7 separate regions of the Mus musculus genome follow, and all the other regions are linked to region 3. The links are chromatin contacts, called in public HiChIP or PLAC-seq and promoter capture Hi-C maps. All regions are on one chromosome and are shown on one strand. Each heading gives the region's core, a stretch centred on a gene start, on an enhancer-like site or on the middle of the called end of the contact. The rest is flanking DNA. Distances are from core to core; before and after follow the strand shown. Region 1 has its middle 6.7 kb from the start of Gm41405. Region 2 holds the start of 5330439K02Rik (a long non-coding RNA gene). Region 3 holds the start of Smim41 (small integral membrane protein 41). Region 4 has its middle 20 kb from the start of Krt8. Region 5 holds the start of Tfcp2 (transcription factor CP2). Region 6 holds the start of Krt18 (keratin 18). Region 7 holds the start of Zfp740 (zinc finger protein 740).

What was found. Promoter capture Hi-C pulls out the DNA fragments that hold promoters and counts their contacts. HiChIP or PLAC-seq counts read pairs in DNA pulled down with a chosen protein or histone mark. Capture Hi-C pulls out chosen DNA fragments and counts their contacts.
Region 1: a contact with region 3 is called in an H3K4me3 HiChIP or PLAC-seq map of embryonic basal ganglia, with 5 times the contacts expected there. The contact joins the enhancer-like site here to the promoter of Smim41 in region 3. A contact is called at or near these places in 10 of 39 promoter capture datasets (the C10 cell line, the HPC-7 cell line, cranial neural crest and 5 more), 1 of 15 datasets of contacts at CTCF or cohesin (large pre-B cells), 1 of 484 Hi-C or Micro-C datasets (embryonic stem cells), 19 of 115 datasets of contacts at active chromatin or transcription factors (acute myeloid leukemia, astrocytes, bone marrow-derived macrophages and 16 more) and 1 of 9 other capture datasets (liver).
Region 2: a contact with region 3 is called in a promoter capture Hi-C map of 3T3-L1-derived adipocytes, with 3 times the contacts expected there. The contact joins the promoter of 5330439K02Rik here to the promoter of Smim41 in region 3. A contact is called at or near these places in 4 of 39 promoter capture datasets (the 3T3-L1 cell line, 3T3-L1-derived adipocytes and liver), 1 of 484 Hi-C or Micro-C datasets (the G1E-ER4 cell line) and 1 of 115 datasets of contacts at active chromatin or transcription factors (microglia).
Region 4: a contact with region 3 is called in a promoter capture Hi-C map of 3T3-L1-derived adipocytes, with 12 times the contacts expected there. The contact joins the enhancer-like site here to the promoter of Smim41 in region 3. A contact is called at or near these places in 22 of 39 promoter capture datasets (the 3T3-L1 cell line, 3T3-L1-derived adipocytes, the C10 cell line and 13 more), 4 of 15 datasets of contacts at CTCF or cohesin (the NIH/3T3 cell line and embryonic stem cells), 9 of 484 Hi-C or Micro-C datasets (the C2C12 cell line, the G1E-ER4 cell line, the N1E-115 cell line and 4 more), 25 of 115 datasets of contacts at active chromatin or transcription factors (DN3 thymocytes, the HPC-7 cell line, T-cell acute lymphoblastic leukemia and 16 more) and 3 of 9 other capture datasets (adipose tissue, liver and pancreatic islet).
Region 5: a contact with region 3 is called in a promoter capture Hi-C map of 3T3-L1-derived adipocytes, with 2.6 times the contacts expected there. The contact joins the promoter of Tfcp2 here to the promoter of Smim41 in region 3. A contact is called at or near these places in 2 of 39 promoter capture datasets (3T3-L1-derived adipocytes and liver) and 1 of 115 datasets of contacts at active chromatin or transcription factors (memory CD8 T cells).
Region 6: a contact with region 3 is called in a promoter capture Hi-C map of liver, with 12 times the contacts expected there. The contact joins the promoter of Krt18 here to the promoter of Smim41 in region 3. A contact is called at or near these places in 11 of 39 promoter capture datasets (the SN4741 cell line, cranial neural crest, embryonic stem cells and 6 more), 16 of 115 datasets of contacts at active chromatin or transcription factors (astrocytes, craniofacial prominence, embryonic basal ganglia and 10 more) and 1 of 9 other capture datasets (embryonic stem cells).
Region 7: a promoter capture Hi-C map of liver shows a contact between it and region 3, with 2.9 times the contacts expected there. The contact joins the promoter of Zfp740 here to the promoter of Smim41 in region 3. A contact is called at or near these places in 8 of 39 promoter capture datasets (the 3T3-L1 cell line, 3T3-L1-derived adipocytes, the C10 cell line and 4 more), 2 of 115 datasets of contacts at active chromatin or transcription factors (astrocytes and large pre-B cells) and 1 of 9 other capture datasets (liver).

Annotation. Positions count from the first base shown.
Region 1 is chr15:102,050,140-102,053,880 of GRCm38.p6, forward strand. No RefSeq gene overlaps it. Among named protein-coding and RNA genes, the nearest start is that of Gm41405, 6.7 kb to the left of the region's middle. Within about 2 kb of position 2,097, at least 147 of the 459 cell types and tissues checked have an H3K27ac peak or open chromatin away from gene starts, as enhancers often do. A contact at or near this core is called in astrocytes, craniofacial prominence, embryonic basal ganglia and 11 more, where this site is marked.
Region 2 is chr15:100,466,319-100,469,774 of GRCm38.p6, forward strand. It overlaps 5330439K02Rik (a long non-coding RNA gene), which reads right to left and starts at 2,049. Exons shown (of 3, transcript XR_001781773.2): 1 at 1,983-2,049. It overlaps Letmd1 (LETM1 domain containing 1), which reads left to right and starts at 2,693. Exons shown (of 9, transcript NM_134093.3): 1 at 2,693-2,927; 2 at 3,367-3,456. The coding sequence starts at 2,806.
Region 3 is chr15:101,291,753-101,295,305 of GRCm38.p6, forward strand. It overlaps Smim41 (small integral membrane protein 41), which reads left to right and starts at 1,473. Exons shown (of 2, transcript NM_001369218.1): 1 at 1,473-1,880. The coding sequence starts at 1,503. The coding sequence ends at 1,772.
Region 4 is chr15:101,982,213-101,985,908 of GRCm38.p6, forward strand. It overlaps a transcript of Krt78 not described here. Among named protein-coding and RNA genes, the nearest start is that of Krt8, 20 kb to the right of the region's middle. Within about 2 kb of position 2,204, at least 318 of the 459 cell types and tissues checked have an H3K27ac peak or open chromatin away from gene starts, as enhancers often do. A contact at or near this core is called in 3T3-L1-derived adipocytes, the C2C12 cell line, DN3 thymocytes and 25 more, where this site is marked.
Region 5 is chr15:100,550,284-100,554,122 of GRCm38.p6, forward strand. Tfcp2 (transcription factor CP2) reads right to left here and starts at 1,725. Exons shown (of 16, transcript NM_033476.3): 1 at 1,627-1,725; 2 at 1,042-1,198. The coding sequence starts at 1,163.
Region 6 is chr15:102,026,139-102,029,523 of GRCm38.p6, forward strand. Krt18 (keratin 18) reads left to right here and starts at 2,078. Exons shown (of 7, transcript NM_010664.2): 1 at 2,078-2,536; 2 at 3,328-3,385. The coding sequence starts at 2,141.
Region 7 is chr15:102,201,728-102,205,155 of GRCm38.p6, forward strand. Zfp740 (zinc finger protein 740) reads left to right here and starts at 1,918. Exons shown (of 8, transcript NM_001289691.1): 1 at 1,918-2,075; 2 at 2,844-3,359. It overlaps Csad (cysteine sulfinic acid decarboxylase), which reads right to left and starts at 3,325. Exons shown (of 18, transcript NM_001359126.1): 1 at 2,412-3,325; 2 at 1,410-1,533; 3 at 717-847.

The DNA of each region.
Region 1 (3,741 bases), core at 847-3,346, 760 kb after region 3:
GGGTCCATCCATCCTGTGAAATACTCAACTATAAACAAACTATTGATGTTTGAGAGCCTGGGTAGATCTCCAGAGAACTAGCTGACTGAAAACAGCCAACTTCCAAAGTCTGCAAGCCATATAATTCCATGTAGGCAACATTCTTTTTTTGTTTGTTTGTTTTTGTTTTTTTCGAGACAGGGTTTCTCTGTGTAGCCCTGGCTGTCCTGGAACTCACTCTGTAGACCAGGCTGGTCTCGAACTCAGAAATCCGCCTGCCTCTGCCTCCTGAGTGCTGGGATTATAAACCCAAATGTTGAGCTCCTCATCCATGCCGATGTCGTGTGATATTGTGCTATAATTCCCCCCAGGTGTAACCATCAGGTCTGGAACTGCAGAGATGAGACAGGAGGATTAGGAGTTCAAGGCTAAGCTTAGCCTATGTAGTGAGTTCAGGCCCCTCTTGGGCTAGAGTGAAACCTATTTAAAAATAAAATAAATAAAAATTGGAGAAAAACTGGGTAAAAAAGTACATGGATCCCTGTTTTACCTCCTACAACTGCATAATTCTCTTTACAATGATGTCAAACTGCAATTTTAAACAGGATAGCAGAAACTGTTGGGAGCCGACTCTTAGCAGAAAGCGGCTATCATCTCTGCAGCCATCTTGGGCTATTTACTTACAGGTTGGAACTTTTCCACCCTGACGAGAGACTTGTTTTCCTAGCATGATGTTTTTGCAAGAAGCCCACCACACGCTGATAACATCTTGGTTTTCTCCTACACATCCTGGACCTGTGGTTACGTGTCTCCAGCTGCACTCCCTGACTTATGCTTATATGCCCATAGTTGCCTTTCAATAAAAAGACTTGAGACTTGATCAGATAGCCTGTCTTGTCTCCATTCTTCCAGTCTCTTGTTCCTCAGTCCCCACTCTCTCTCTCTCTTGCAGACACCATTGACTGACCTGCGGACCAAGAAACCGCAAGTTAAGAGCATTCGTATCAACATTCCAGAGGACCTGAGTTAGATTCCGAGCACCCACCTCAAGTGGCTCACAACTGCTTGTAACTCCAGCTCCAGAGCATCTGAGGTCCTCCATGGACACACACACACACATACACACACACACACACGGACACGGACACGGACACGGACACACACATGTGACACACACATATAAACACATATACTCATATACAAGATGGCTCAACAAAGGTGACTAGTCCCAAGTCTGACAACCTAAGCTCCCTCCAGGGACCCTCGTAGTGGATAGATTCCCAACTGCTCAAGTTTGTCCTCTGACCTCTATACATGCACCAAGGCCTATGTACACAGACACACACACACACACAAATAGATAAATGTAATTTAAAATGTTTAATAGTAAAAATGAAAATATATAAAGATTTTGTATTTATCACATACCCCCAGCTTGTGAGGCTCGAACTTACAGACTTTGTCAAACTATAACAGAATTTGTGTTTGAGACAGGATAGCTTGCTCCCTAGGCTGGCCTTGAACTGGCTATGTTACCAAGGAGGACCCAGAACCTATCCTCCTGGTTGCGCATGCTGGGGGTGGGAGGATGGGATTTTCATTCGTGTGCCACAAGATTGATTTAAAAACAAAAAACAAACAAACAAACAAAAAAACCCGACCCTTACATGAGCACGCACTCCAAAATTATTTAATTCTTCTTTGGGTAATTATGATAACAAAGAGCTCCCACGAACTTTTCTTGGGAAATTGGTGTGGGGTTGTTGGAGCGCAAGACTCGAAGGTTCTCTCCAGTCCAAGAGCTATCTGGAAATCAGAAGATCCTTCCAGCTAGGGACTGTCGGGAAGCGAAGAAAGGAGGCGCAGAAAATGTGCCCCGAATTCCAATAGACTCAATGAGACCAGGAGCCTGGAGTTGCTGAGCTGCGGCAGCGGGGGGGGGGGGGGGGCGCGGGGGGGAGCGCGGGGGGGCATTTGGATCACGGCATCCATGCGCCACCTTCTGACTACAGAGCATGCGCAGCTGAGCCGGGAGGCAACCCGCCCACCATGCACCCCGTACCCAGAGTCCCAGGACGCGGTGAGGCAAAGGGAGGGCAGGCAGAAACGCGGCTTCCCCACGCGGTTTGGGTCGGGACTGACTGAGCATGGCGCAGAGCCCAGGCTGCTCTTTAAGCAGGTGCGCCCTTCCAGCCCCGCGGCCTCACTCCAGCTCAGCTTGGGTTCAGCACCTTTCTTATCGATCATTTTGGCAGTGGCTCCCACCTGGGCACAAGCCCGTTTTCTCTTCCAGTTCCTCGTTGCCCCTCAGCGGCGCCCAGCCAAGAGTGGGGCTAGTGAGAGGTAATCCCATCACTTCCACGTGTAACCCCAGCACTTCAGACAGACAAGTAAATCTCAAGAGCTGCCTGGCCACCCAGCCTAGTCAGGCAGCTCCAGACCCTGTCTCAGGAAACAAACAAAACAAAACAAAAAGCAAGTGAATGGGCTAGAGAGATGGCTTTGCTTGGTGGTTTTGAGCACTTCTTGCTCTAGCAGAGGATCCAGGCCTTAACCCCAGCACCCACAACTTTCTATAAATCCACTTCCAGGGGATCTGCCACCCTCTTCTGACCTCCATGTGGTGAACATACATACATGCAGGCAAAATATCCCTACACACAAAATAAGTCTTTAAAAAGTGGAGGAGGCGGGCTGGAGAGATGGCTTAGCGGTTAAGAGCACCAACGGCTCTTCGGAAGGTCCTGAGTTCAAATCCCAGCAACCACATGGTCTGAAGACAGCTACAGTGTACTTACATATAATAAATAAATCTGAAAAAACAAACAAACAAACAAAAAGTGGAGGAGGGTAGCAAGTCAGGCTGTGGTTGCTCATGCCTTTAATCCCAGTACTCAAGAGACAAGGCAGGCGGATCTCTGTGAGTTTGAGGCCAGCCTGGTCTACAGAGCGAGGTCTAAGACAGCCAGGACTACACAGGGAAACCCTGTCTCAAAAAAACAAAAACACAAAAAGAGAACATTGACTCCTAGGGAACAAAATTTGAGATTGATCTCTGGCCTCCATATAAACATGCATACAGGGCTGGAGAGATGGCTCAACGGGTAAGAGCATTGACTGCCCTTCCAGAGGTCCTGAGTTCAAGTCCCAGCAACCATGTGGTGATCCACAACCATCTGTAATGAAATCTGACGCCCTTTTCTGGTTTGTCTGAAGACAACTACAGTGTACTTACATATAATAAATAAATAAATCCTTTTTTAATTACTTTTTTTGGTAAAATGCATAGAAAAAAGTAAGGTATATCAGGTGAGAATATATCTTGTGTGAAAAAACAAATTATTATTCTTTTATGAAAATACATATGTGTATATTGTATATACATACATTTGTATATTTCATTTTACTTTATGTGTATGAATATTTGCCTGCATGTGTGTTTATGCACCACATGAGTGTCTGGCTCCTGATGTAAGTCAGAAGAGCGTATCAAATCCCCTGAAACTGGAGTTACAGATGGTTGTAAACCAGTATGTGGGTGCTGTGAACCAAACCCAAGCCCTCTACAAAACCAAGCCGTCCTAACCATGGAGTCATCTCTCCAGCCATAATGTTTTGTGTACTTTAATTTTAAAACATTTAGAATCCCCAGGACAGGCTGAAAGTGTAGCTCAGTGGTAGTTCTTGTCTCATGGGTTCATGGTGCTGACTTCCACCCTGGTGCAGGGGGCAGGGCAGGGGGGACGGGGCATCAACGCAGAG
Region 2 (3,456 bases), core at 799-3,298, 820 kb before region 3:
GCCAGACAGTGGTTTCACAACTCACTTAGACATAATGCTTTCCCTGACTGTAGATCTGTTCCAAGCCTGCTTTCTTTTCCTAGTGCAATCACCCAGGACACATGAAGGTTTACAGAGCTCTATCTGCAGCTTGTATTCTATAGAGGAGTGCGATTACTTATTTCAATTTAGGAATTCTATAAAATCATGATCAGGAATTATGAAATCATCAATTCGGGTCTGCACAGCATTACCACATGTTCATATCGATCCTGATCAATAGTGTGGGCTGATGCCCAGGAATCACTGGGCTATGTAACAGCGACAGGAAAGGCATCTCAGCAGCAAGAAGCAATCCTGGGCTGAAGTCTCTGAGGACCCTGCATCTCAGAGAGCACCCATTGCAGGCCATGAAAAACCGTGGGCCATCTCCAGGAAACTCACTTGCTTCTGACACACAGGCACAAGCATAAGCAAAACGCTCACACACTGAAGCAGATCCAGTTCCACATAGGGAAATAGAGATTTTTCTTTAATAAACTCCCAGGCGATGCCTGTCACTTCATCTCCTTGCATCTTTACTATGGAAAGCCGTGGGCATTCTCACTTTAAAAGCCTCGAATCAGTGAATAGATTCCCAGTGTCTATAAGGCCTCTCAATTGTTCTGACTCCGACAACTAGAGTTTCAGTTCTTCTCCAGGTCAACTCATCTGTGTGCGTACACATTGTTCCAGCCCGAACCCAGCCGGCTCAGCATTGGCCACCACCTCTGCAGCTGTATATTTCCTGTTTGTTTTTTTTTTTCCATTTTTTATTAGGTATTTCGCTCATTTACATTTGCAATGCTATACCAAAAGTCCCCCATAGCCACCCACCCCCTCTCCCCTACCCACCCACTCCCCTTTTATGGCCCTGGCGTTCCCCTGTACTGGGGCATATAAAGTTTGCGTGTCCAATGGGCCTCTCTTTCCAGTGATGGCCGACTAGGCCATCTTTTGATGCATATGCAGCTAGAGTCAAGAGCTCCGGTCCTGTTTGTTTTTAAATGTTTATCTTTGTGCATGTATGTGAGCATTCGTGTGTGGTTCGTCCGAGTGGATGTATAATGAATGCCACACGTCAGTCAGAAGACAACCTGAGATGTCTGTCCTGTCTGCCACTTTGGGAAAGGGTCTTTTCTCAGTCTCTTTTCCCTGCAGGGCGTTCCAGACAAGCTGGCCTCCGAGATTCTGGACATTTTCCTATTTCTACCTCTCACCTTCCCCACTGCAGTGCTGGGATTATAAATGTACGCACTGTGGGCTGGACAGAGAGAGACAGACAGAGACTGAGCTTGTGTGCACACACACTCGTTACCTGTATGTCAGTGGAAGGGGAATGGAAGAAGAAATACTCAGCAGCTATGTGAGGAAATGAATCCGTAGAATCCGTATCACATTTTTTCTTTTTGTAGTTTGTGTACATGTTTGCGCATGCCTGGTGTTGGATATGCACATATCTTTTTTTTTTTTTTTTGGACAGGGTCCCCTCTAACCCTGTAACTTGCTAACTTGGCTAGACTGGCTGGCTAGCAAGTGCCAGGGCTCCTCCTGCCTGGGTCTCAGCTCTAAAGAAGCTCCGGGTTCCCCTGCACAGAGGCCAGGACGTGGGTGTGTTGGGGGTGGGGTGGGGAGGCGGTCATAGGCACAGACCACCGTGCCCAGCTTTTGGCGTTAGAGTCAGGGATTGAACTCAGGTCCTTAAGCTTACTCAGCACTTTACCCAGGACGACCTCCCCCCCCCCGCCCCCCCCCCCACACCCTGGACTACACAAAATGCCCTCCCTTTAGTTTGTTCTCCCAGGCAGTGCCTTTCCATTTCTGTTAGAAAACCGTCTGTGACTGCGCTCGTGTCTCCTGGGAGTTCTATTAGCGAGCCGGAGACACCGTAGTTGAGGGACTTAGAAGCTACCTGAGAACCGAGAGAACCCATCTTTTGGTCATTTTCTATCCTACCTACCTACCTCCTCTTGCAGAGAACAGCTTTGCAACTGTTCAAACCACCAGCCCTCCAAACACGGAGATGTTCTACAGACGTGGGAGCTTTTGCAAACATGCAAACATTTCATCCTTCGATCTTCACAGAATTCTGCAACACAGGTACAACCCACATGAAGTTCACCGAAGTGACCTGTCCAAGGTCCCCCACACTAAACCTGACTGCAGACGCATGGCTTCAGCGTGCTTCACGTCCGTTAAAATGCCTATGGACACAAGAGGGCCGTCGACTCTCGCGGACAGCTGGACGCCTAGAAACCCTTCCGAGTTTCAAGTAGTCATTTCTCCAAAAAATATCCACCGCGCACCTACTCCGTGACAAGGGCGCGTGAGGACCAGAAAGCGAGGGTTGGAAAGGGGTTCTACACCTGCCGCCAGATTGATGGAGGGCGGAGCCCTGCCGGCCGCCGCCACTAGAGGGCGCAGCGCCACCCCGCGCCGCCGCCATCGGGGCCACGACCCCGGGCTCCCACAGAGGTCAAGGGCAGCGCCCGCGGCCCCGAGCCCCCAGGGACCGACGAGGGCACTGGGTTCCTCAAGGAGACGCCGTCCTCGGCTCACGATAGCGACCTCAGGCTGGGCCGGCGCTCGCTCCCTCGGGGAGGCTCGCTTCCGGTCCTGCGCGCGGAAGCGTCGCCGCGTCCAATCCGGGTCCCCGCCCGGGCTCGCCCGGGGGGCGCGGGGCGGCTCGCAGCCGCCTGTCGGCGTGGAGGGGCGGCGCGTGCGTGCTGCGGGGCGCACTCTGACCCGGAGACGACCTCTCTCCGCGCTCCCTCCCCTGCTGTGAAGATGGCGCTGTCCAGGGTGTGCTGGGCTCGGGCTGCTCTGTGGGGTTCGACTGTCGCCCCTGGACCCTTTGTCACCCGGAGGCTGCAGCTGGGCCGCTCTGGCCCTGCGTGGCGAGCCCCTCGGTGAGGGCCCTGGAGAAAGAAGAGCATTTTTGATGTAGAAGCCCTTCCAGCGGCTCAGCCTCCGCCTCTCGGGATCCCCTGCCTTGGGCCCTGGGTTTTGCTTTTCCATGCAGGATTCCCACCGAACGCCCGTCCCTGTCCCTCTCCGTACTCCGTGTCCACCCGATTGTCCCCGCACATCCTGAGCTCATCTTTCAGCTTCCCCTTCCCATCTCTCCATGGCTTCAGCTTGCATTCTCCTGGCCCCGCAGGCTTTGCGCACGCTCCACGCTCACACCTTTCTGCATGATCTGCCCCTCTCATACCAACCCTAACCCTGAGCTTGGGTTTTCAGAAGAGTTCTGGCAATCGCTCTCAGAAACCGTATGTTTACCGAGGGGTCCTACGTACCGAATGGCTTCTACTCCTTCGCAGATAGTCTCTTTGGTCTTCGTTGTAGGTCTTCAAAGCTTCACCTTTCTCCGAAGGCGGACGTGAAGAACTTGATTTCTTACGTGGTGACCAAGACAAGAGCGATTAACGGATCGTA
Region 3 (3,553 bases), core at 223-2,722:
CTTGGCACTGAAGAAGGTGTCTTCACAAGTTTCCCTGGTGTGCTTTGGTCTAGGTGTGTCCTATCTTTTGTTTTGTTTTTGTTGAGGTGTAAGTTAGAGGTGACCCTTTCTTGTTTTGTCTTGTTTTTGAGGCAGGGTCTACATTGTCCAGTCCTGGGACTTGCTTTATAGCCCAGGCTAGCCTCAAACTCAGATCCACCTTGCTAGCTGGCTCTGTGATCTACTTGAGTCCGAAGTTTCTAGGTAGTCCTAGCTGGCCTCAAACTCATGCTATAGTCTGACCTTGGGATTCCGTGCTATTCTGACCTGTTTTATGTTGGGCTGGGATTTAAAACCTGAAGCTTCCTGTTGGACAAGTTGCTAGGCAGGCATTCTACCAACTGGGCTGTATCCCAAGTCTCTCCAGAGTGGCTTTATGTTTGAAATGGGAACTTGAAATTTGCTAAAGGATCTTGCAGCAGACCCGGGCAGGCTTCTCTGCCTGCAGATTGCACTGGACTTGACCCCTGGCTGTGTGACAGGTACCCAGCTGGCAGTGGCTGTGTAGACACCAAGACAGTGATGTGTTCACCCTCTGCAGAATTATGATTCCCATGAGGTAGGACCGTGGGCCAGATCTCTGCTCCCTTCCTAAATTGTTTCAGTTCATAATTACATCAGTCCCTACACCCCTCCTTGCTCTCTAGATCTGCTGTGTTCTCGGTAAAGAGGACTTCTTGGACAAGAAGACAGGAGAGAAGGAATGGAGGTAGGCCTTGCTATCTGGGTACTTCTAGCCATTCTCTCTGCCCTGGGGTCTGGAGTACTGTGTTCTGCCTGTCTGCCCTGAAGGAAGACTTTCCACCATTCGGACTGTCCTGTGTGTGAGAATTGTTTCAGGAACAGAAAGCTGTCTGTCCCGTGCTTTGCTCAGAGTGGTCAGCACTTGGGATGGGGTCTAAGAATTGTAGACACAGCTGGGCAGTCATGATGACCACCTTTAATCCCAACACTTGGGAGGCAGAGGCAGAGGCGCAGGGGCAGAGGGGCAGAGGGGCAGAGGGGCAGAGGGGCAGAGGCGAGGCAGAGGCAGGTGGATTTCTGAGTTCGAGACCAGCCTGGTCTACAGAGTGAGTTCCAGGACCGCCAGGGCTACACTGAGAAACCCTGTCTCGAAAACAAACAAACAAGAATCGTAGATGCTCTGAAAGCCCCGAGGATGCAGAATCTTGGCCTTTTTCTATGGAGGAAAGTCGTGGAAACGGGCCTTTTAGGCTTACCTGGCAATTTTGAATGATGGACATAGGTTTGGAGAACAGATAGGCTGGGCCTAAGGATCCAGCCTGTCAGAGAAGGACCTCGAGGCCACTCTGGAGGAGTCTGTCTAGGAGGGGCCTGAGCGCTGCTCTGCACGCACTTGGGTAGAGTGGGCGGTAGGGCCCTGGGAGGCCCGCCCCTTAGAGACTTCTGACACAGCCTCAACTCTCAAGGGTAGTGTGCACATCTGGGCAGCTGGTGGGAGCATGAACGGCTCACAGGTGGGAGCTGCAGCCAAGGCTGCCTGGCTGAGCTGCTGCAACCAGTCCGGGCTGCCACTCGGACCCCCAGAGGGGCCACGCATGGTGCAGGCAGTCGTGCTGGGCGTCCTGTCACTTTTGGTGCTCTGTGGGATCCTGTTCCTGGGTGGTGGACTCCTCCTCCGCGCTCAGGGCCTGATAGCCCTGCTGGCCCGAGAAAGGCATTCAACCCCCGAGGCTGAGCCTGGTGCCTGTGGAGGGGATGACGACTCCTAGGTGTCAGCTGCTCTTGAGATTCAGCCTGTTCTGTGCCACGCCATCCAGAGTTCATTTCTGTGAGGCACAGCGGAAGGTCCAACCCACAAGCTCTTATTTCCCGCACAGGTGAGAGCCTTGAGACACAGGGAGTCTGGGGTTGGGGCTGCGTGGGGTGGGCACAGTGATGGTCTCTGTTCTCATTAGGTGGACATCACTGGGTACAGACAGCTGCTCAAGGCCAGGGTAGAGCTGGAGGTCCCTGTGCCTCTGAGGCACAGACAGCCTTCGTGTCCCTTATGCTAAAGGAGGGAGGCCGGAGAGTTCTGTGAATGGGAGCTCTTTGTGTACCTATGTTTCCCCGTGTTCTGCATCTGCCCAGGTTAACTTGTGGTCTGCTGGACTCAGCAGGACCCTCTGTTCTAGAGGCTAATACAACCCAGCCTGAGCTCTCAGCTTGCTGCTGTCTCCTTCCCAAAGCTTCTGTCCAGGGAGGGAGTGGGCAGGCTGGGGCCCACCGGAGGTGAAGGTAGAGGAGAGAGATTCTTCACTCCCATTAGAGGTACCCCTGGTTGGGTGAACAGTGGGGACAGAGAGATGTGCCAAAGACTCCTCTCCTGGCTCCCCGCTCACGTGTAGCTCAGCCAGAAGCTTTGTGTGCTGTGTTGGGGGTGGGGACAGCAAGGTTTCGTGCAGGAGCATATGCGGAGGAAGGAGAAGGCTGAGTACTCCCAGCTGTGGGGGCTGCGTCTGGGTCTCCCGCCTCTAGCTCTCTAAGGACAGGAACCATCTGGAGAGAAGGGTCTGGGTGGCCCAAAGGACAAAGTAACTCCAGTCCAAGGCCACCTCAGGCTGAACCATGAAATGGGGGTGGGGGGTGCCTTTACCATCCCATTGATATTCAGCTGTGTGTAGGGGCTACTGGGGACGTCTGTGAGTGGCCGTCTCTTGGCGACTCTCAAGGCTCCTACTTTCAAGTTACCGCCAGGAATACGGTGGTGCAGGATGCCCGTGATGATGGCCTGGTGAGGGGCTGAGGGTGTGGGTAGGTGGAGGTAATCTGCTGTGAAGCTGACGATGTGTGATCCTTGCTTAGCACCTAAGGGTTTGGCACCAATTCTGGGCAGCCGTGCCATGTTAGCCTCAAGAGTGACAGAGTTCACATCTGAGATGTCTCCTCCACAGCCGGGGAGTGCACTGCCAGGGCAGGGCAGTGTGTGTATGTGTGTGTGAGTGTGAGTGAGTGTGTGTGAGTGTGTGTGTGTGTGCTGGTATGGAGGGGGGTGGGCAGGGCCCAGGGAACTGTCCTCCTTCACTTTCTGGTCTTGGGCACCGGCTCCTCCCCACATTCTGCAGTCTCCCACCCTGTGCCTTCCCCCATCTCTCCTCAGTGGGGCGGAGGGCATCTAGATTCCCTTGAACCCCCTCACTGACAATCAGGTATGCCGAGAGAAACTTTGAGAAAAGGTGAAGCTCAAAGAGACAAACAGGTGACACACTTCGGAGCGCAGCAGATCGGGAGCCGAACTGTAGGCTCTCGAGCCCAAGCTCGGTCTCCTGGGTTCACTCTTCCTTCTGCTTTCCCGGCAGTCTGAGGTTCTGGTAGAAAACATGGCCTCCTATCCCCATCAGAGAACCGATCCAGGCACAGGCTGAGTCAGGGACCGCAACCCTAAGGCTCACGGTCACTGTCCACTCTTGTCCCTGCTTCCTCAATGACCATGTCAGACAGCGTTTGCTTCTAGAACAGTCTCCAGATGCCAGGCAGCAGCTAGCAGCTCCCCACCAGCTGGGCCCGGCTT
Region 4 (3,696 bases), core at 954-3,453, 690 kb after region 3:
AAGAGGAATCAGAAAGGGCTGGGTTCAAGACACAGAAAATGGGGCTGGAGAGATAGCTCAGTTGTTACAGCCTGCTCTTCCAGAGGACCAGAGTTCAGTTCCCAGCACAGACATCATGTGGCTCTCAACCACCAGTTCCAGAGGATCCATCAGACCTATTTTGGCCTCCACAGGCACATGCACACACACAAACACACATTCACACACATGTACACACACTCACACACATATACATACACACATGTACACATATTCATACATTCATACTCTCACACACATACTAACATATATACACACACACATATATATATACACATACTCACACACATGCATACACATTCACACATGCACACATTCACATATTCATACTCTCATACATGCACACATGTGCACACATACATACATACACTCACACATACATGTACACACACACACTTTTTTCTTTTTTCTTTCTTTTTTTTGTTTTTGTTTTGTTTTTTTGAGACGGGGTTTCTCTGTGTAGCCCTGGCTGTCCTGGAACTCACTCTGTAGAACAGGCTGGCCTTGAACTCAGAGATCCTCCTGCCTCTGCCTCTCAAGTGCTGGGATTAAAGGCGTGTGCCACCACTGCCCGGCTCACACTTTTTTCAAGAGTCAGGAAAGTCCCTCGCACAACACTGGGTGACACTGTGGGTTCCTCTGCACTCACATTGCTGGTTGTCAATCAAGCAACACAGTGTAGCAGCCCCACTGCAGGCCTTAGGCTGGATCCCACTTCAGTAGCATCACACTCCGGATGAAGCTCTGTGCCCTATGCAGTGCTTCTCTCTGTGCAAGTAACAAATGTCTCTCTCATATGTTTGCCTTTGTTCTCTGATTCAATATGAGCATGTCTGTATGTGCCTGCCTATACCTGTCTGTACCTGTGCACATACAACCTCTACAAAAGCTTGCCTCTGGTCCCAAAGGCACGTGGTACTCAAGCACACGTACACACGTGCTCACACACACACATGCGTACACACACGCACACGTACACACGCACATGCGTACTTGCAAACGCACATGCGCACTCACACGTACACACACATATGTGCACACACACGCACATATACACGCACGCACGCTCACGTGCACGTGCACATACAAGTTCACTCCCTGCCAAGCTTCCCTGGATGGGAAGGCTGTAGCTCCAGAGGGCAAAGGAGATGCTTCCATTTAGACAGCAGGTGTTCAAGACCACCTCTCTCCTGCCAAGCACCCCTCCCCTCACACAGGTCCTGTCCTAGCTCCGTGTGAGTTAAGGGATGAGAGCCTTGTGGTAGATACAGGAAATGCAGGCACAGCCTCCAGGGCCATAAGACTTACAGAGAGGGTCATCTCTGAACTAAGAGACCAAGTGCCCACCGAATGGACAGGCAAGGCATTGGAAGTGTATTTGGGGTCAGGCATACACAGCCGCAAAGAGCAGATAGTGCGTGGTTCCTTCGAGGATCCTGACAGGAGCCCGGCTGCTTTTGGCAGCAGAGAGAAAGGAATGGCTGCATACGTGGTCTCCAGTCACGTGAGGCAGGCCCTTACGCTAGTGGCTTCCTGTGTGTTCCTACTCAGTAAAACGGAGTCACACACACTAAACTGGGAAGCAAAACATTTAAGGTCCACTCTGGCATGACCCCAACTGTCCTCTCTGAGACCCCAGGACTACAGGGAGCTGGACCTGTGATCTGGGGACTCACATAGGCCAACTAAGCCCTAGTAACTCAGGTGTGCCCTTCTGATGCCGCCATGCTTGTGCCCCCTGGAGCCTGGTCTACCTCCTTCTCCATCCGCCAGCCTTAGGAGGCATGGACCTCCAGCCTCAGCCTCCGAAGGCTCTAAAAATGTTGCTTGGCTCCAGGAGCTAGGTGCTGCCTCCTGCTGGACAGATGGGGAACAGCTAGCAAGTGAGGCAATGTGGCTACAAGCCCTTGGTGCCTCTCCTCTGGTATTTAAACCCGCAGTGCACACTTTCCTTCACAAACAAGGCTGCCCAGGACATCTCACATCTCTTGGCATTCAGCTCCACCTCCCACCCACACTACAACAATGCAAGGTGTGGGACTCCCGTGGATAGAGACTAAAATCCACACAAATGTCACTCACCACGTCACGTCCTACCCAAAACAATAGGAGCTTCCCCTGATTAGCACAAAACATGCCTCTGTAGCCAATGATAGGCTGTGACCAGGACCCGCCCCGATCTCGCTCATGGAATGGGAGCTGCACGTGGCTGGCAAGCTTGGCTCTGGGTTTCAGAGCAGTTTCCTCCGTGCTCCTCTGCTGCCCTCTAGTGGAAAGATGGTGTACTTCCGGTGTACTCAAAAAAACGTCCCTCCATCGCACAGCCTTTCAGGATCTAGACACCCTGAGCAGCAGACTGGGAGGAAACGTTGAAAATCCAAGAGCTTGGAAGATAGGTCACATCCTGGGAGCCATCGGTTTGACAGAAGACAGGTCTGGCCATTGGATTCTCTCATACAGATGTCAACCTGTGCAGAAGGCTCTCTAATGAAGTATTTAAGAACCCCAAAACGTGCATTCCTAGAACAAAACTGATTTTCTCTGGAATTAAGAAAGGAGAAATAGGGCTGGAGAGATGGCTCCGCGGTTAAGAGCACTGACTGATCTTCCAGGGGTCAGGAGTTCAGTTCCCAGCAACCACATGGTGGCTCACGGCCATCTGTAATGGGATCTGATGCCCTCTTCTGGTGTGTCTGAAGACAGTGACACCTTTAACTTTCTGAAAGGCATTTTAGTGCAGTTTATGTATAACGCTAAACAAAGACCACCGAGGTTTTTTTTTTTTTAATAGCTAGCCCAGGCTCCCTCTGCTGCATTTCTGTGTCCTGAATCCTCACCCACCCACCCCACTCCAAGCACTGTGCCCCAAGACCAGCAGTGATTCTCAAAAAAAGAGAGGAGCCAGGTTTTGCCGTGTGTTCCTGTTCAGGGTCCTGTAGAGCTGTCACCGAGGCAAGCTTGTCCCTCTGGCCTCTGTGTCCCTGCTTAGAGTCAATTTCCAGAAACAGTTTCTAGTGACCCATTCGAGGATGGCCAAGATGGAGTCCTTAAATATTTGGACTAGTGGCTAGCATTTTAAAATCAGGTTTCAGGCTGGAGAGATGCTCGGAGTTGAGGGCACTGGCTGCCCTTCCAGAAGACCCGAGTTCAATTCCCAGCCCCCACATGGCAGCTCACAACTGTCTGTCCAGCTTCAGCAGATCCAACACCTCACATAGACAGGCAGGCAAAACACCAATTTACATAAAATAAAAATAAATAATTTTTAAATAAATAAATATAGAAATCTGGTTTCATATAAAATTTCAGGTCTCTACTGCAAAGTTGAAACTTGTGGCCACTCTGGAACCAGATTCCTTGGCAGAAACCAGGAAAGACCACAAAAAACGAGGGCTGTGGCTGCCCACTCTCCTTAGCATTGAAAGATGCTGGTGGACACTGGCCAGACAGAAGAATAAGCCATAAATGAGAGCCACCAGTAGAACTTTGTGAGAGACTCACTGTGTATCTCTGGCTGTCCTGGAAATCACTGTAGTCTCCAACTCACAGAAATCCACCTGCATCTGCCTCCTGAGTGCTGGAATTAAGGTGTGTGCCGCCACTTCTAGCTTATAATCTTTCTGGCTTGTTTTAGACAGGGTCTCAGCCTAGGCTCAC
Region 5 (3,839 bases), core at 475-2,974, 740 kb before region 3:
TTAGGCTGGGCTGTGGTGATTCACACCTTTGATCTCAGCGCTTGGGAGGCGGAGGCAGGCAGATCTCTGAGTTCCAGGCCAACCTGGGCTACATAGAGAAACCCTGTCTCAAAAAAATAAATAAATAATAAAAAAAATTCCAGCTTTCCCTAAGCTGTGATTCCTGAGAGGAAGAAAACTCCCAGCAGTGGGGGGCAGTGTTTCCCACCCATCTTCCCTAACAAAAGGATATTTCTGCCTGATGCATAGGTGCTTAGGAACATCAAAAAGTTATCGGTGCCATTTTTTACTATGTAGCCAAACATGGTCTTGAGCTCCTAATCCCCCTCTTGCTGAGTGCTGGGTGCTGGTATTTCAGTTGTGCACTAGTACTCTCGTCTTTCTTTTGTCTTTTTGTTGTTGTTGTTGGGGTTTTTTTTGTTGTTGTTGTTTTTTCAAGACAGGGTTTCTCTGTGTAGTCCTGGCTGTCCTGGAACTCACTCTGTAGACCAGGCTGGCCTCGAACTCAGAAATCCGCCTGCCTCTGCCTCCCGAGTGCTGGGATCAAAGGCGTGCGCCTCTTTGTCACTTTTTAGACATTCTCAGCTCAAGTTTCCAAAGACAGGAACCCTGGAAGAAAACCTTAAAACAAGTCTGTTGTAAGAGACAGCTGTCTGTGGACTTCTTGTCCAAGGTATCCCATCTCTTCCCAACAAGTCGTCAACCTTGAACCTCAGTTCCCAGCTGCCGGACTTCTTTAGATATCCCTCAACTGCCCCTTCTTCACGTGAATCCAGACATACCCAAGCATACAGTCAGTGTCCAAGTCTCCTACACCATCTGGATGCAAGGGCCCTACAGAGTTGACTCTAGAGTCTTTCCTGTCCTCCCATACCACTACTACTCAAACCAGAGGATGGGGGAGGTAGGGAGGTGTAAGGGGGGGGGTAATCTGCCCACCAAGCTGCAGGCTGTTCTCTTAAACTGTACAGCCGCCCTCCCACCTTTCAAGATCCTGCCTTTGTTATTAAGAAGGTAAGGTCTGGGAGGCATCTCACTCACCTCATACTATAAGCACCAGCACCCAGTTCCTGGCCAATGCCGGACAGGCTAGCATCAAAGTCCTGCACAAGCCCCGACTCGATCACTTCGTCGGCTAGCGGCAGCTTCAGAGCCCAGGCCATCCCGGCTCCTTCCTTGCCCCAACAGGCGCCGGCTCCTGTACAAAGGCGCGGAGCGTAACTCTACCCGGCAGACAGCACAGTGGAAGTCAGCTACAAACCCAGCTCCTCGCGCAGCGCCCCAAGCCTGACCTACGGGCTGCACCCTGGCTACTCCTCGGGAGCCCCGGTGACAGGAATCCCTCCCGTTCGGCTCTCGGGATCGTGAGGCACCAGGTCCCGCCGGAGCTCAGCCGGACTCGGGCTCTCTGAAGCCCACCGGTCGGTCGCTCGGCGTCCTCCGCTCAGCCTCAAAGCGGAGACGCGCAGGACACCGGGCGCTCCGAGCGTCCCCTCCGCCCCCCTAGGTGGAAAGCTCCTCCCTCCGGGCATCCGCACTTTCCCTCAGGCCTCGCTTCCGGTCAACCAGATAACTTCCGGTCACCGATTCTTCTCCCCGCCCCCCCACTCCGCTCTCAGCACAAACCCAGGGTTCCTCCGAGCCGTCCCCACACCCTCCTTAGCCACCACGACCGCCTGGAAGCGTGGACAGCGAAAGTTCGGCGCAGACTCGAAGCGCAAACCCGCCCCCAGCGCCAACCAATCAGGACGTCCGCTACGGCCATGGCGCAACGTCACCATCCATCTACCAATGAAGAAGAGACTGGTTCTGTCTTCGCAGCGGTGATAGGCTATCGACGCGAAGGCTTCCGCCCCCGGAGTAGTGGGCGGGCTCAGTGCTTAGGCGTGAACCCGGGTCGCAGGCTCTCGGTCCTGACAGTAGAGCAGAACTGCGGTTCTATCTTTCCGCTTCCCGCTCCCATTCCCGGAGGGACTTTCGTTCCCGTGTGTCCAGTCCTAAACTCTCCCCATTTGCCTTCCCTTATCTTCACCCTTCTCCCTAAGGCATTCGCGCAGGAAACAGGGAAAACTATTGGGGTTTTTGTTGATGTTCAGACGGGGTCTTTAGGTAACTTTAGCTGACCCAGAACTGAGAGATCCACACCCCCAGCCTGAGTGCTAGGATCAAAAGCGTGCACACTACACCTTGCTTGTTGTTTTGTTTCTGTTTGGTTGGTTCTTTGATGTTTTGTTTTTGTTTGTTTTAGGCAATGATGAATGAGTGTTGGGGAAAAATCTGCAGAGCAAAGTCAGAGCTGGCATCTTTATTTATAGTATGATAACTTAAGAGTATTCTCCAAGAGATTGAATTTACTAAACTGTAAATCAAGAACAACCATAGCCAGGCATAGTGGTTCATGCCTTTGATCCCAGCACTCCAGAGACAGAGGCAGGCAGATCTGATTTCCAGGTGAGCCAGGGCTAGATAATGAAGACCCTGGAGCAGGAGGTGAAATCATACCTCCTCCACCTTGCTCCTGAGGATTAATTACGGCCATTTTTAAAATTAAGCACGGGCAAAATACCTGTATGCTATGAACAGTATTGCAGAAGTCCTCAAGACAGGGTTGTAATCCCTTCCTAAAAGGGCATTGTGTGTTCCTAAAAACCTAGCACTCAGTAGGCTGAGGCAGAAGGATCTCCACAAGTTCAAGAACAGTCTAGACTACATAGCAATTTCCATAACAGCCAGGTCTACCTAGCATCTCTAGTCATTGTTTGCTCGTTTGTTGAGACAGGGTTCTTTTTGTCGCCTGGGCTGTCTTGGAACTCTGTATACCACTAGGGTCCTTAGGTCACCAGACTGGCCTTGAAGTCAAAAGATCTGCCTGCCTCTGCCTCCCATCTTAAAAAAAAAAAAATTCTAAAGGTAAATGTCACTTATTTTACCAAACAGAAAGGTAAGGCTAGAACTAAATTGTCATGATAAACATGCCTCTGCCGGCCAAAGACATCCCCTGTCTGTGGAAGTGTGCTTCGTTCTGTATGCCAACACAATATCCTTATAGTCTGCTTTGACTTAGATTTGTATATAACTACTTCTCCCACTGAGTTTCTACCTCAGGAGAGATAGGGAAATGACTTGGTATGGTGGCTTACATCTTTAATCCCTGAATCTAGGAGGCAGACACAGGAGAATCTGTGGGGTTTAAGGCCAGCCTGGTCTACAAGGGCTCCATAGATGCTGTGTTAAAGAAGAACAGGTAAAAGGCCCGGCCTTGTAGCATATTCCTGTAATTCCAGCACTGAGGAAATGAGGCGTAAGGATCATGAGTGCTTGCAAGGCCAGCCTGGGCTGAATAGGAAGCTGGTGACTAGCCCACAATCTAGAGTGAGACCCTGTCTCCAAAAGAAGAAAGAAAGAAAAAGAAAGGGGCAAAGGCTGGAGAGATGGCTAAGTGGTTAAGAACAAAAACTGAGTATGGCCGTAGTGGCACACACACCTTTAATCACAGCACATGGGAGACAGAGGCAGGTGGGTCTGAGTTCAAGACCAACCTGGTCTACAGAGCAAGTTCCAGGACAGCCAATGACACACAGAGAAATACTGTTGGCATATTTGTTTAGCAAGTTTACTGGGTTCTTATATCTACCATCCTTTCAACCCTTATTCCACCCTAATTCCTTCCAATCCCCCAACATGAGGTAGAAGATAAAGAAGATTAGAGGAGGAAGGGAGCATAGACCTCTTTAGTTTACTTCCTGCTGATTAGGGGCATCCAGTTCCTTGGGGCAAGGCCAATCTCCATTGTTAGAATATCCAGTAATCCAGCAATTCAGCAATAGCAAACCAGCAAT
Region 6 (3,385 bases), core at 828-3,327, 730 kb after region 3:
TTCTACCCATAGAAGTGAAAAACAAAACGGAAGTTCAGTTTAGTGACTTTCTGAAGTCACCCAACCAGCAAAGTATCCAAGTTGGATAACAAACGTAAAGCTTAAAAACAGCGAAAAGTTGCCCATCGGTACACTTCATTGTATAGTTCTATAAAATAGAGCAATTGTGGAACTCGGGTGGGGGGGGTGGGGGGGGGAGAGTTTGTAAAATTGAAAGCCTGGGATCTCCAAACACACCCCCTCCCCAGGAGCTTTTAGGCAAAGCCAGTGGGCATTTGTTTGTATGTTATTTTGCATTCCATTTGCCTGGCTGTCTCTGGCAACACCCAGGCTCCCCAGCCAAGTCCCACGGAGTCGCTGAGGTTTTCCGGTCCAGAAGGAGGCAGGCTTCGAACAATCCATCACACCCAGCATGCATCAGCCCTGTGTTTGCTTCCCTCTAGTCTGATCTGCTGACCTAGGTTCTTCGTAGCCCCTCCCCCTCCCCCTTGCTCTTCTGATTTTACTTTTCTGTGTGCTCGCACTCACACAGTCAGTTCAGCTGGCCGCTCGCTCGATAAGGATCAATAGGTCCACTCCAGAGCAAAGAGCATGGCCACAGGTATAGCAAACACCAAGTCCTGCCGGAAAAACGGGCTCCTGGTGCTGACCGATTCCAACCTCAGGGTTTCTCCCTCCTCATTCAGCAGGAGTGGTCATCCAGCTGGCGAGGAGGGGGTGCGGGGGTGCAGAGGGGCTCTTTCCCCCAGAAAACAAGCTGGAAAGCCAGAAAGCATTATAAAAATTGACCAGGAAGGACCGAAGAAAAGGCCCGGGGAGCAGGAGAAGGGGACAGATGCAAGGGGGTGGCAGAGGTTGAGGTGGGGGATGGAGAGGCAGGCAATCTGGTTCAAACTTAGCTGTTTCTACATATCTGGTCTATGGACTCAGACCCCAACCTGTCCAGACACAGTATAATCTACAGGAAGGACAGTGGTTCTCTCTTCCTTGCTGTTCCCATAGCTACTAGAAGGTGTCTAGCAAATACTGGTTAAATCTATGTGCTCTTGGGTTGGCTGTGTTCTCAGCTGGTAAAGTGGTCTGCCTGAGGAGTATGAGGCCTTGGGTTTGGTCCTCAGCACCCTGTAACCTGAAAGTGATGGAGTCTCATGCCTGGGATCCCAGCACTTCAAAAGTGGGACGGGAAGATCAGGAGTTGAAGGCCATCCTCAGCTACATGGAAAGTTCAAGACCAGCCCGAGCTACATGAGACCCTGTCTCAAAAAAGAAGGAGGAGGAGGAGGAGGAGGAGGAGGTAAATGGTAGGTGTCCAGACATAGGGATACCTCTTCTACATAATCACAAAGGCCCCGATAAAGCCTCCAGGGAATGAGTTGAATGAGGACATGTGTACCCACGCGTTTGAGGATATGTATTTCCACGGTTCCCTATGGAGCCACAGCAGTGTCTTGGAACCATGGGGCCGGAGCAGAAAAACCAAGAGACCTGCCCTCAGGTTCGTGTTTCTCTTCTTTTTGAGCTCCCAATTTTCTTTCCCCAGGATTCCTGGGGTTCTAGGACTGCCCCCAGACTTAAGCTGGCGACATGCCACAAAATCTTCACCCTAGTGAACCCCTCTTCTGTCTGTGTAAATGGAGTTTGTTTGTTTGTTTGTTTGTTTGTTTGTTTTCGAGATAAGGTTTCTCTGTGTAGCCCTGGCTGTCCTGGAACTCACTCTGTAGCCCAGGCTGGCCTCGAACTCAGAAATTCGCCTGCCTCTGCCTCCCAAGTGCTGGGATAAAGGCGTGCGCCACCACGCCCGGAATAAACGGATATTTAAAACGCCATTTTTTGCCCTGAAAACAGACACTCAGGGGCTAACACCACCTGCTATCCTTTGTGCACCCCTTAGTTATCCACTCCCTGTGTCGGTGAGGATGGCAGGTATGCTGAGGGCGTGTGCAGAAGTGGAGAAGGGCTGCGACCTGTTAGGTCACAGGAATCCCGATCCTGGCGCCCCCGGCTCCGGTGGCTGGGGCGTGGCCTGCTGGGGGAGGTCCCTACCTCCTCCCGCGGCGATATAACAACAGGTCGAGGACTGCCACCCTCCGCGGCGGAACTCCTGTTCTGGTCTCTCGCTTCGCTCTCCTCTCCAGACAAGATGAGCTTCACAACTCGCTCCACCACCTTCTCCACCAACTACCGGTCCCTGGGCTCTGTGCGAACTCCCAGCCAGCGGGTCCGGCCTGCCAGCAGCGCAGCCAGCGTCTATGCAGGTGCTGGGGGCTCCGGGTCCCGGATATCCGTGTCCCGCTCTGTCTGGGGTGGCTCTGTGGGGTCCGCAGGCCTGGCGGGAATGGGTGGAATCCAGACCGAGAAGGAGACCATGCAAGACCTGAACGATCGCCTGGCCAGCTACCTAGACAAGGTGAAGAGCCTGGAAACTGAGAACAGGAGACTGGAGAGCAAAATCCGGGAACATCTGGAGAAGAAGGGGCCCCAGGGCGTCAGAGACTGGGGCCACTACTTCAAGATCATCGAAGACCTGAGGGCTCAGGTAAGGGGCCTAAGGGGGGAGGGGCAGTAGCTCCGGGCTGTTCTGTCTATCCAGTGTGCCCACACCCCCAAACTTGAATAGAGTGTGGGCTGTTGACTCCCTCCACTCTTTCCACATTCACCACATCCCCCCACACACACTCTATGGGACGGAGTTAGGAATACTCTGGACTCTCACCCACAACCTGTAGGAATTCCAAGCGTAGTGGTTACACACGCGAGCCGGCTTCCCCCAAGCAGTGTAGTGGGAAGAGAACAGGATTGGAAAAAAAATAAAATAAAAAGGTGTGTGTGGGGGAATCATAAAATGAACTCAGACACTCACTTCTTTTCCAGTAGGAACAGTTAGAGGGTTAAGCGGATGTGGCTAAGGCTGAGTCATCTAGGAGTAAACAGGAGCTTACCTGTAGGAGGGGCCAGCGGGACAAGTGGGGGGGGGGGGCGCGTCCCAGGACGGGGGGGGGGGGGGGGGTTAGCAGGTGCACCTGGAGAAGATGCCAGGAGAGGATCAGAGAAATCTTGTTGGAAGCTGCTCTTTTGTAAGCAATCCAGATAGTGCAGGCCCTGGCAGAGGGGCAAGGAATCCAGGAAGGGAGAGGAGGCTCAGGTGGGAAGGGAAGACAGAAATACACGCCTCTGACTGTTCCTGGGACTGGGATGGATTCACTGAAACACAAGACGTGTTTTCTCATCCCCCACTTCTCCACACACACACACACACACACACACACACACACACCCTCATGTGACCCGGAACTCTCAAAGCGACTCTCTCCACTTTAATCCACCCAGATCTTTGCGAATTCTGTGGACAATGCCCGCATCGTCTTGCAGATCGACAATGCCCGCC
Region 7 (3,428 bases), core at 668-3,167, 910 kb after region 3:
CACACATAAAAACAAAAAATTTAAATATCTAGTAATAAGAAACAATAACAAGAGTGATTATCTTCAAGAGCTTGGCTAGAAGAAAAAATTATGTAGTTTTGTATTCTATAGACTGGCAATGGATTAGGTGGTTCTTTGTTTTCTAAAGATTGTGGGGGCTGGAGAGATGGCTCAGTGGTTCAAATCCCAGCAACCACATGGTGGCTCACAACCATCCGTAATGAGATCTGACTTCCTCTTCTGGAGTGTCCAAAGACAGCTAGAGTATACTTACATATGATAAATAAATAAATCTTTAAAATAAATAAACAAACAAACAAATAAATAAATAAAGTTTGTGTATCTCTAGCTGGTAGAACTTGCTATGTATACCAGGTTGGCCTTAAACTCACAGGGATTGGCCTGCTCTGCCTTTCAGGTGCTGGGATTAAAGATATTTGTCACACTCCCCTGCTTTTTTTTTTTGTTTTTTGTTTTGTTTTTTTATTTTTCCAAGACAGGGTTTCTCTGTGTAGCCCTGGCTGTCCTGGAACTCACTCTGTAGACCAGGCTGGCCTCGAACTCAGAAATCCACCTGCCTCTGCCTCCCAAGTGCTGGGATTAAAGGTGTGTGCCAACAACACCCGGCTACACTCCCTTGCTTAAGCTAATGTTTAAAACTGTATGATTGTTTCTGATGTGACTCTGTCCATGCAAGTTCAAGAGCCTGTACACACCTGGACTGCTTATTCCTTTAGAAGCAAGGTCTCTTCCCCAACCTGGGGCTCTAATTTTCTCAGTTAAGGTGGAATCCAGCAAGTCCAGGGGATTCTCCAGTCTCCACCTTTGTCAGAGCAGGCTTGTTAACCTGGAAAACAGAATCCAAACTCTGGTCCTAGTTTCCCAGCAAGCACTCTTAACAGCTGGGTCATCTCTTCAGGTCCCTACATTTGTTTTAAAAACATTCCTGGTGACATGTCTCTCCATTTTATGTCAGTTTCAGAATGACCCTAAGGGAAATGGAACTTACTTTAGTGGTGTAAAAGGTACAGGACTGTGGTTAGGAATCCATATGCTTTTTGGATAGTGTCTTACTGTCACTTAAACTCACCAGACAGCAGTTAGAATAGAAACTGGGACTTAAGTGGAATTCACGTTTCCTTCTGCCAAGTGTGCACTTAGAATAGTCCTATCTTTTAGCAGAACTCCTCTCTAATGCTACAAGTGGGGCGCTAGTATTCGAGGATAGGCTCAAATTTCCAAAGGGGGCCTGGCCCAGAGGACAACACGCACTTCCAAATCTCCAACAAGACTAGTCCACTGAAGGGAAAAAAGGCCTTTTCTTGAAAGGAAGCCTAGTTTGGCTAGGTCAAGACTGCGGGGCCGGAGCACGTTTGCCTTGGCTATTGAGGGAACTCACTGAGACTCACATGCAGATTGTGGTTTAGTGTGTACCGCAGGACTGCGCAACGGCTCAACTCTCCTCCCAGCTGACCTCAGTCTGCAGGTCTGCACCCCACAGCAGCAGGCACCGGAAAAACAGACCTCACCAAGCTTTAAAAAAAAGATCAGAGGTACGAACTGTCCCGGCTTCTACCTGGGGCGTCAGGAGAGAGACGGAGATTCTGCAAGAATCAACCAGCGCACCTAGCGAACCTTCTCAAAGAACACTCAGTACCTAAAGGTTCCCTAAAGGTTCCAGGCGAGCCTGGGAGCTGCCCTCAGTGAAGATGGCGGCCGGGGCGCTCGCGCGCCACGGCGCAGGCGCCGCCCTTCGCACCACCCTCCTCCGGTCCTCCGGGCCGTCCCCCTCCCGCTCGCCAGCTGCAGCTCTCCGCGCGTCCCCAGCCTCACCCCTTTTCGGAGGGCCCCCCCTCCTGTCCCGGCTCCGGAGCCCGGAAGTGGATGTGGCCGCTTGGCAAAGAGGGGGAGGGGGACGGAGAAGTGCTTCCGGGGAAACGGGCCCCGGGTTGGTGTTTGTAAACTTGCCTCGGTCCCGACGCGGGGAGCGGCGGCCGCGGGCTTGGCACGGGGTGCCTGGGGCCTGGAGGGGGCGCCGCGCGGCGGAGGAGACGGCGGGAGGCCGCGCCAGGCAGGTAGGCGCGCGCCGCGGGGAGGCAGCGTCGAGCGGGCGGGCGAGCGGGCGGACAGCAGCTCGCAGGCCGTGGGGCGCCGCGCGCGAGGGGGGAGGGGAGCGCGGCGGAGGAGGGGCGCGCGGCGGAGGGAGGGGGCGCGAGGGGAGGGCCGCCGCCGCCCCGCCCCCCACCGCCCCGCCGGGAGAGGGGGCCTTGCCCGGGAAGGGGGGGGGAAGCGCGGGCGCGAGCACGCAGGTCGCGCGCGGCTCGGCGCTCCCGGGGCTGCGCGCTGCGGCTGCCTGCAGAGCGCGCGCACACACGCCCGCCCTCCGCCTCCGCGGCGGCGAATTTACGAACCTTCGGGCGGACTCCGAGCGACGCTCACGTGCGGGCACTGCCAGCCACCCCGGCGCTCGGCGGAGGCCTCCCGAGCTTCCTTCCAACACAGTTCTGCCCTCGTCTGTGGAGTGCCAGCTTTGCAGGCCGGCCCACTCCGCACAAAAGCCCCAAAGGGCCTCCGCCCCCTTCTTCCGTTCCTAAGATGGCAAATCCCAGCTCTTACTCTCTTGGCAGATCCTCTCTATAGGAGGCCCAACTTACTTTTGCTCCCGTTGGCTGCTCTTTCGGCCCAGGAGGCCAGTTTCTTCTACTGACCTAGAAAGAAAGCTCTCGACTCATGTCCTCCTTTTGAGCTTCAGAACGCCCAGCAAAATAAGTTGAGGGAGCTTCGATCGTTGTTTGGCCTGAAGATGTTACACCTAAGGGCCTCATCTCCCTTTCTGGTTTCAGGTTTCTGGAACAGACCTAGAGCTTCACCAAGAGAATTCAACTTGGAAACCAAGACTGGTAGACTCTCGTTTCTTCCGACAAGAGGCAGAAGTCAGAGAGAGACTGCGGATTCTTGGGACACCTGTTTTCCTTTTGGAGGACACCGAGTTCTTTGAGAAGACAGTTCAATATGGCAAAGGAACTGAAAGAACGGGGAGGAGCCGTTACTGTGATTTGGTGACGGTTCTTCAGACAACCAGTGTCTTAAGGAAAACTGGGACAGAGAACTTCTGAACTTTTTGGGTTCGTTAAGTGAGAAGTCAGCATGGCTCAGGTAAAAAGCTCTCGAGTCCTCCTTCAAGACCGTTCACTGGGAAGCCTCTTTGCAGTGTCACCCTTGAATTCTGCCTTAGCCAACAGTATTGACCATCCCCAGTGAGCCGAGCTCTGTATTAAGCGCCAGGGGGAGATCTAGAGGAAGGAAAGGAGACAGGCCACAGCCCCTGCCTTCAGGGAGCTTCCAGTCAAATGAAGGAGGTAGGCTATATATCACGTCACAGGCACTGATGGGCCATTGGCAAAGCACCTTGTACCCGGTGTACTTTT